Linked DNA regions of Mus musculus: region 1 is linked to region 2. The links are chromatin contacts, called in public promoter capture Hi-C maps. All regions are on one chromosome and are shown on one strand. Each heading gives the region's core, a stretch centred on a gene start, on an enhancer-like site or on the middle of the called end of the contact. The rest is flanking DNA. Distances are from core to core; before and after follow the strand shown. Region 1 has its middle 52 kb from the start of Nmnat3. Region 2 overlaps Clstn2 (calsyntenin 2).

Evidence for each region. Promoter capture Hi-C pulls out the DNA fragments that hold promoters and counts their contacts.
Region 1: a contact with region 2 is called in a promoter capture Hi-C map of hippocampal neurons, with 3 times the contacts expected there. The contact joins two enhancer-like sites. A contact is called at or near these places in 5 of 39 promoter capture datasets (embryonic stem cells, hippocampal neurons, liver and 2 more) and 1 of 484 Hi-C or Micro-C datasets (cerebral cortex).

What each region holds. Positions count from the first base shown.
Region 1 is chr9:98,243,028-98,245,951 of GRCm38.p6, forward strand. No RefSeq gene overlaps it. Among named protein-coding and RNA genes, the nearest start is that of Nmnat3, 52 kb to the right of the region's middle. Within about 2 kb of position 1,389, at least 4 of the 459 cell types and tissues checked have an H3K27ac peak or open chromatin away from gene starts, as enhancers often do. A contact at or near this core is called in hippocampal neurons, where this site is marked.
Region 2 is chr9:97,447,864-97,451,125 of GRCm38.p6, forward strand. The region is part of intron 17 of Clstn2 (calsyntenin 2); the gene reads right to left. Among named protein-coding and RNA genes, the nearest start is that of Gm25607, 9.9 kb to the left of the region's middle. Within about 2 kb of position 1,973, at least 9 of the 459 cell types and tissues checked have an H3K27ac peak or open chromatin away from gene starts, as enhancers often do. A contact at or near this core is called in hippocampal neurons, where this site is marked.

The DNA.
Region 1 (2,924 bases), core at 139-2,638, 790 kb after region 2:
TAACACAAGCCCTCACTGTTTGTAGGAGGAAAAATTGTTTCCCGTATGTGCCAGGCAAGAAGCGGGATGGCTGAGTCTGGGATGGGGCAGAGTCTGGTTTGGCTCTGAGTGAGTACAGAAAGCATTGAGTGGCTGGAAGAGAGAAGGCCTTCTGTGGAAGATTATGTGCAGCTCTTTATGACAAAGGCCTCCCCCTGTGGCTATCCTTGATGAAGGAGAAGGTCCTTGCTTGTCCAAACTGTTTTATTTGATGGCAGATGCGAATGCATACATCTTACTCAGGGTGAAGCAGGGATTAAATACACTTTGCAGGAAGGAATGCCCAGGAAGGGAAGCTCATTGACTAACCACCTATCTAGATACCTCATTAGCATGGAGAACTCTAGGTTTTTTTGTTACGTGACCAGTTGGCAAGGTCCTCTTGGTGGAGTGTTGTGGTTATGTGTTCCAGGACAGGCAGAACCTGGCTGGGAGCTGATTCCAAGGCCTGGCGTTCTCAGTTATGAGATTTACTGGGGTTTTTGACTTGCTTCAATGTTACCAATTCTTCTGGCTGGTGGCCCCCTCCACTTGCCCTGCACTGTGGCGTGCTATCCAGCATCAAGAAAGAAGGAGCCATTAGTACTCAACACAACACTGACAGCCAAACTCAAAAGTGAGCATGCCAATGAATTCAGCAGCTGGCAAAACATCAACAGTGGCAGAAGTCAGAATGGTAATGGCCTGGGGACACTGGATTCTAGCTGGGAAGTGACACAAAGGAAGTTGGGGCTTAGCTAGAAATGCTCAGTGTCTTGGTCTGGGTGGCCACATGTGGGTGTCCCTCAGTCAGTAGCCTCAACAATGTGCTTACAATTTGTGTCCACTGTACATCTCCACTATAGATTATACCATAACCAGAAAGAAAGCAGATGACCATAAAAAGGAGATTTTTCTCTCTAGCATTTTCACAAGCCCTCCCCATGCTGGCTCCCCTTAACAGCCAAAAGGTCCATCCTATTATCTAACTTATTCTTCTGGTAAGCACCCGAGTCTCTCCCACCTGGCTCTGTTCAGATTGGTCCTTGAAACCATTCCCATCAATAGTCACTGTCTTGAGAGGTCACCTTCCTCCCTAGATGTCTTCGTTATGTGGGGGACTCACAATAAGGACCTGGGCACCAGATTGTTCTTCACAGGAATTTTGTAGGAAGATCACTACTCGAAGTGTGGAGTCCAAGGGAGACTGAAGTCCTCTGATCAGGACATAAATCCACCTACAGATTTAAGGAGGGGCCTTCCTTACTTGTTTGATATCAGAATCAGACAGAAACAGATGGGGAGCAGAATTGCTAATGCTCCATCTGAGGCCTTTGGAGGAGCTTGGCTTCTGTTCCCTGCTCCCTCTGCTGGTTCTGGGGAAAATGCAGCCTGGCCAGTGTCAGTTCCAGATGGAGCAGGCCTACGGGAGGGCACTGCAGACTAGAAAGCCAGGCTACAATATCTGTTTGCTCTGCCATCTCTTCCTAGAGCCCCAGTGACAAAGTTAATCTGATCAGTCTCATTGTAGGAGAGTCAAGAGGCTGAGGGGACCTGGGGATGGTTTTGATTAGAGTGATCACATGAGTGCCACCTCCGCAAACACACTTCCTGTCTAACACACACCACAGAGAGACAGACAGACAGAAAGACGGGCAGACAGACACAAAGAAGAAGACAGAGAGAGAAACAGACAGAGAGAGACACACAGAGAGGCAGAGGTGGAGACAGAGACAGATAAAGGGAGGACGCCTGTTAGACTCAGAATGTTTCCTCACAGAGAAGCTTGCCCAAGTAACATGGAAAACACCCTTGATATCTCTGTCTCAGAAGCCTAAGCACATAAAGAGTGGACAGGTGGGGAAGAGGGGGTCTTTAGGGTCAGGGTTACATGCTGTTTAAAATAGTTAACATCTATTTCCATCTTCAGGAAATCTCATCTCTCCGAAATTCTCAAGACTGTTTTCATCTAGAGATAGCTTGATTTGTGAACCACACCCAAGTGAAGATGGGCGCCTATTCTGTCCAACCTCAGATTTCAGAATTCCCTCCTGTTTCATTAAAACCACTTGCAGGGTAATTATAGCTTGCTGCCCACTGACCCTTGGGAACAGGAGCTCAAGAAACCAGGAATGGAATGAATTCTCAGTAGACTCTGCAGCGCTTTCTCAATAATCCCTATTTAAAGCCCTAAAGAGTACCCCAAAAGCTACAGTATTATCAAAAATATACCTGTCTTATTATTTTTCCAATTTCAAGTCTGGTTTGGATTTTGGTAAAAAATTCACTTCAATGTCCTCAACGAATGTTTGAATTTAATAAGGAAACAACCGTGTGGATCCAGCACAAACCCCACCTCTGCTGGGCTCTGTCTGGGCCAACAGCCAGGGTTTCTGGCATCTTCAGTGTTTGTTCAAAACTTCTCCAGAATGCATTTATTCAGATCCACAGGACCTGGTAAGATGAAATGTAAACATCACAATAGCCTGGACCTTGAGGCAGGAGATTTGGAAACATCTGGTTGATTGTTTAGTGTTATCCAAACAATAATCCCTGCCATTTGTTTCTAAGAGCAAGGTTTCAGACCGAATGCAATTTGCACTCATGTGATAGATGAGAGTGACATGTGTCCCAGTGGTCTTTCCTGGGCCATCTAAGATCCCCTTCCTGGTTCTACTCCATGCCACCTCTCAAGTTCAAGGAAGCAGCTTGTAGCTGTGACATGTAAGAAAGCTGCGCTAATATTTTCAAAATAAAAAAAATCTATTACTCAGATAGCAATTTGTAGGATCAGGTTCTGTTGAAAAGGGACCCCCAGGAACCCACTATTCCTGGGGTCCCCAGTTTCCCTCCACATACACTGACATGCCTGATTTACTGGCACAACTGTGGCTCTTCCTGTTTAC
Region 2 (3,262 bases), core at 723-3,222:
AGCAAACTGTCTCCTCATCCTACATGAGCGAACCTGCCAAGGACAGTCCTGCTTCCAGATTACTCTCCATCACTTTCTGTGTTGTCCGATCCAAGGCTTTGGTAATAAATGGCTGGTGTGTAAGGGAAACACAGAAAATTGCCTTACATCTTGGGAAAGGAGTCTCAGCAGGAACTTTACTCAGAGAGGCCAGGCTGTGAAAGAAAAAGCCCTCTAGTGCTTCTCACAGGCAAATAACTGCCGTGTCCTATATTTTCTTTTCTGATCTCCCCCACCCATTTTATTCTGCTATAAAAAGGTAGACTCTAATTTCATAGAGATGTGTATTCTCAACGTGGTCTCTGAGCTGGCCTCAGGGTCCCTTTGGAGAACTTAGGGGGCTCAGTGAAAAGAGGCTGTCAGGGGTGACATGTTTCTGAGCAAAACCCGGGGTGGGGGGCTGGGTTTGTAGAACCTCACTATGACTGGTTCTCCTGGCTTATGTTCTATCGGTTCCTCTTCTATGCCCTGCCCTCTGACCTTGACCTTGACCTTGAGATCCTAGTATGAGACTTGACTTAGGTCATAGGCACAATGACTGACAAAATACAAGAAGTTCCAGCTGAAGGCTTATGGTGCTTACAACATAGATCTTATGCCATACGTCAGGAAGGGAAAATGGTGGGAACCCAGTACCTATATGGACTATAGGAATGAGATTCCCACTGTAGATGAAGCTGCAGCTTTGACTTTTCTTTTCCTTTTTCTCTTTCTCCTACTTTTAGCAACACGGGATACTGTCCTTCCAAGAGAAGCAGTCCATTACCCATCTAACTTAGTGTCTGAATTGTGACGGCATTTGCCATTCTCCCTCCTCCAAGTGCCAGCACAGGCTGGCCTCCACAGAGACAGCGCTGAAACCCTGGCCTTCCTAAGCTTTGTTCTCAGAGTGCAGCTTGCTGAAGCCTCACTTGTAGAGTGTGCCTTACTAGTTTCCGGAGTGCTGCTGAGACTGCGGCTGCAGCTGCCCTGCGGATCACCCAGCCAGAGCTCAGTCCTTCATGTGTGAACCTTGCATCAGGCGGGCCAGACCCTGGGCTTTGGCTGGAAGCCCCCTGGACCCACTTAAAGCACTGTTCATAATTTTCCTGGTCTACTTACCTACTCCTTCTTTTTGAGGACTACCTCTGTCTTAGCTTCACCAACTCTCAGCCATCAGGGGGGCTGTAAGCCTCTTGAACCCATTTAAACCACTGTTCATAATTTTCCTGGTCTGCCTGCCTACTGCTTCTATTTGAGGACTACCTCCATCTCAGCTTCACCAACTCTCAGCCATCAGCCAAATTATTTCTCTATAAAGGGAAAGGCTTTCCTCTACACATGACCCGAGCCATGATAACGAAGGAGAATTTCGGAGCATGTTGCTCACTTTCCTGGAGCTCTCTCTGCTCATGGAGGCCCTTCAGCATCCCTAGGATCATCCCTACCATCTGACTTAAACTAGATGACTGCATCTTAAACTTTCCCCCCGGCAGTCCTGCGTGTGGAACCCTCTGACACTACAAGAGCGGAGGAGGCTTCTCTCTAGTTCATCCTCTCTCTCCTGTTCCTTGGCTTAGAATCAAGCACACACGGGTGCTTGGTGAGGACTTGCTGAATTTATGGAACATAGGTGCAAACAGAGACTTCCATCTGCCTAGTGACTCAATGCAATCGCTCTCTGGCATGCTCATGGAGATAACTTCTGTCTCTCTTTGTTACCATGGGACAAAGTCAAGCTTAGCTCCTAATTTGTAGCTCCCGGAAAACACCAGCTTCCCCTTTCCAACCAGTGTCAGAAGGGAGCTAATACAGGGTAAACGTATAAAGTAAAACAAATAAAGACAGGCAAGTGAAGGTCCTGGAGTTGACTTGGAAACTTACACTGCTCATTCCCTTTGCCTCCAGCTGGACAACGGAACGTGGTGACATGAAAATTAAACCGTGCCAAGGGCTTTGGCTTGTCAGCCTCGATAAATGTCTGGCACAGATAGAGAAGCCTGCAACATTGGAACCTGGCTGAGCATATTGCAGGAGGCTTTGGGGATCCTCCAGAGGCCATATGTTCCGTGAACATCACCCACTTTTCTAAAGAGTTAGACTTATTCGCTCACTTTTTTTTGCAAAGCCTATCTGGTTAATTTAAATGGGGAGATGATTAAGAAAAAGCACTCTTTTCTTTGCAGCTAATATTGAGTCATAGAGGCAAGGAGGCTGTTAATTTTGAAGTGTTGCTGGGTAGGGCTTTCTGCTGATTGTGTTGCTATTGATTTGAACAGCCACAAGTCTTTAGGATCATTTTTAGAGCGAAGACATGAACAGGGCTGAAATGAAAATCAGTCCCAGATAATGAACACTCCTGCTTAGAAATCATTATGGACTGAGCCCTGCCAGGAAGGTGCTTAGCCTGGGGAGTTAGCACTTGCCACAGCAGAGGAGGAAGCCCCTGTGCTCAGTGATTACCCAGGTCTCTGGGTCTAGGCATCCAACCCTTAGGAATATTTGTCTGATTTCTTCAATTCAGAAATAACAAGTGGGATTTTGGTTGCTCATTTACCGGTTTCTTTTGCGTTTTCTCCAGTCTCCTGTGAACTTCTAAGAGAGCTTTAATGAAAGAACCCAGAGTTTTCCAGCTGTTCAATTCAAGGCAATGACCACTAGGGAGCTGTTGGGTGTTTTCTTTGGGGTAGAGGGATGGGGGAGGGATGGATGCTTTTTATGTATTGAGGGTGAGAGTCAGCCTCACATGGATCTGCCTAGTGGCTAGCTTTCTAGATGTCTAGCAGGCTAAGTTTTGAGTAGAAAATGAGAAATAAGAGAGTAAAAAGTTTATGACATGAAAATTCAATGAATTCAAGTAGCCCCTTTTTCCCTTCAGTCTCATAGATTAGTTTTACTGGAAAGTAGATGGCGGGACTAACTGGAGTGTTCCTTTGCTTGGGCACTGTATGAATCTGCTTCCATGGCACCAGGCAGGGTTTAGAAGAGTAACATTGAGAACAAATGGCCCTGCACAACCCTAAGGCTTTCTTTCCTCTCTGGATCTCTATAGATGGTTTGCTGATCTCTGGTACACGGGAAGGGGGCGCTGTTTTTCTAACAGTGGTTATCTCCATGGAGACTTGGTGGGTGTCCCTTGAGACAAACTCTCTTGTTAAGGTCAGAAAATTTGGTCTAAACTGTGAGTGGTCAAAATGAATGGTTAATTCAATAAAGTTCTCAGAAAGTTCTGCCACAGCAATCA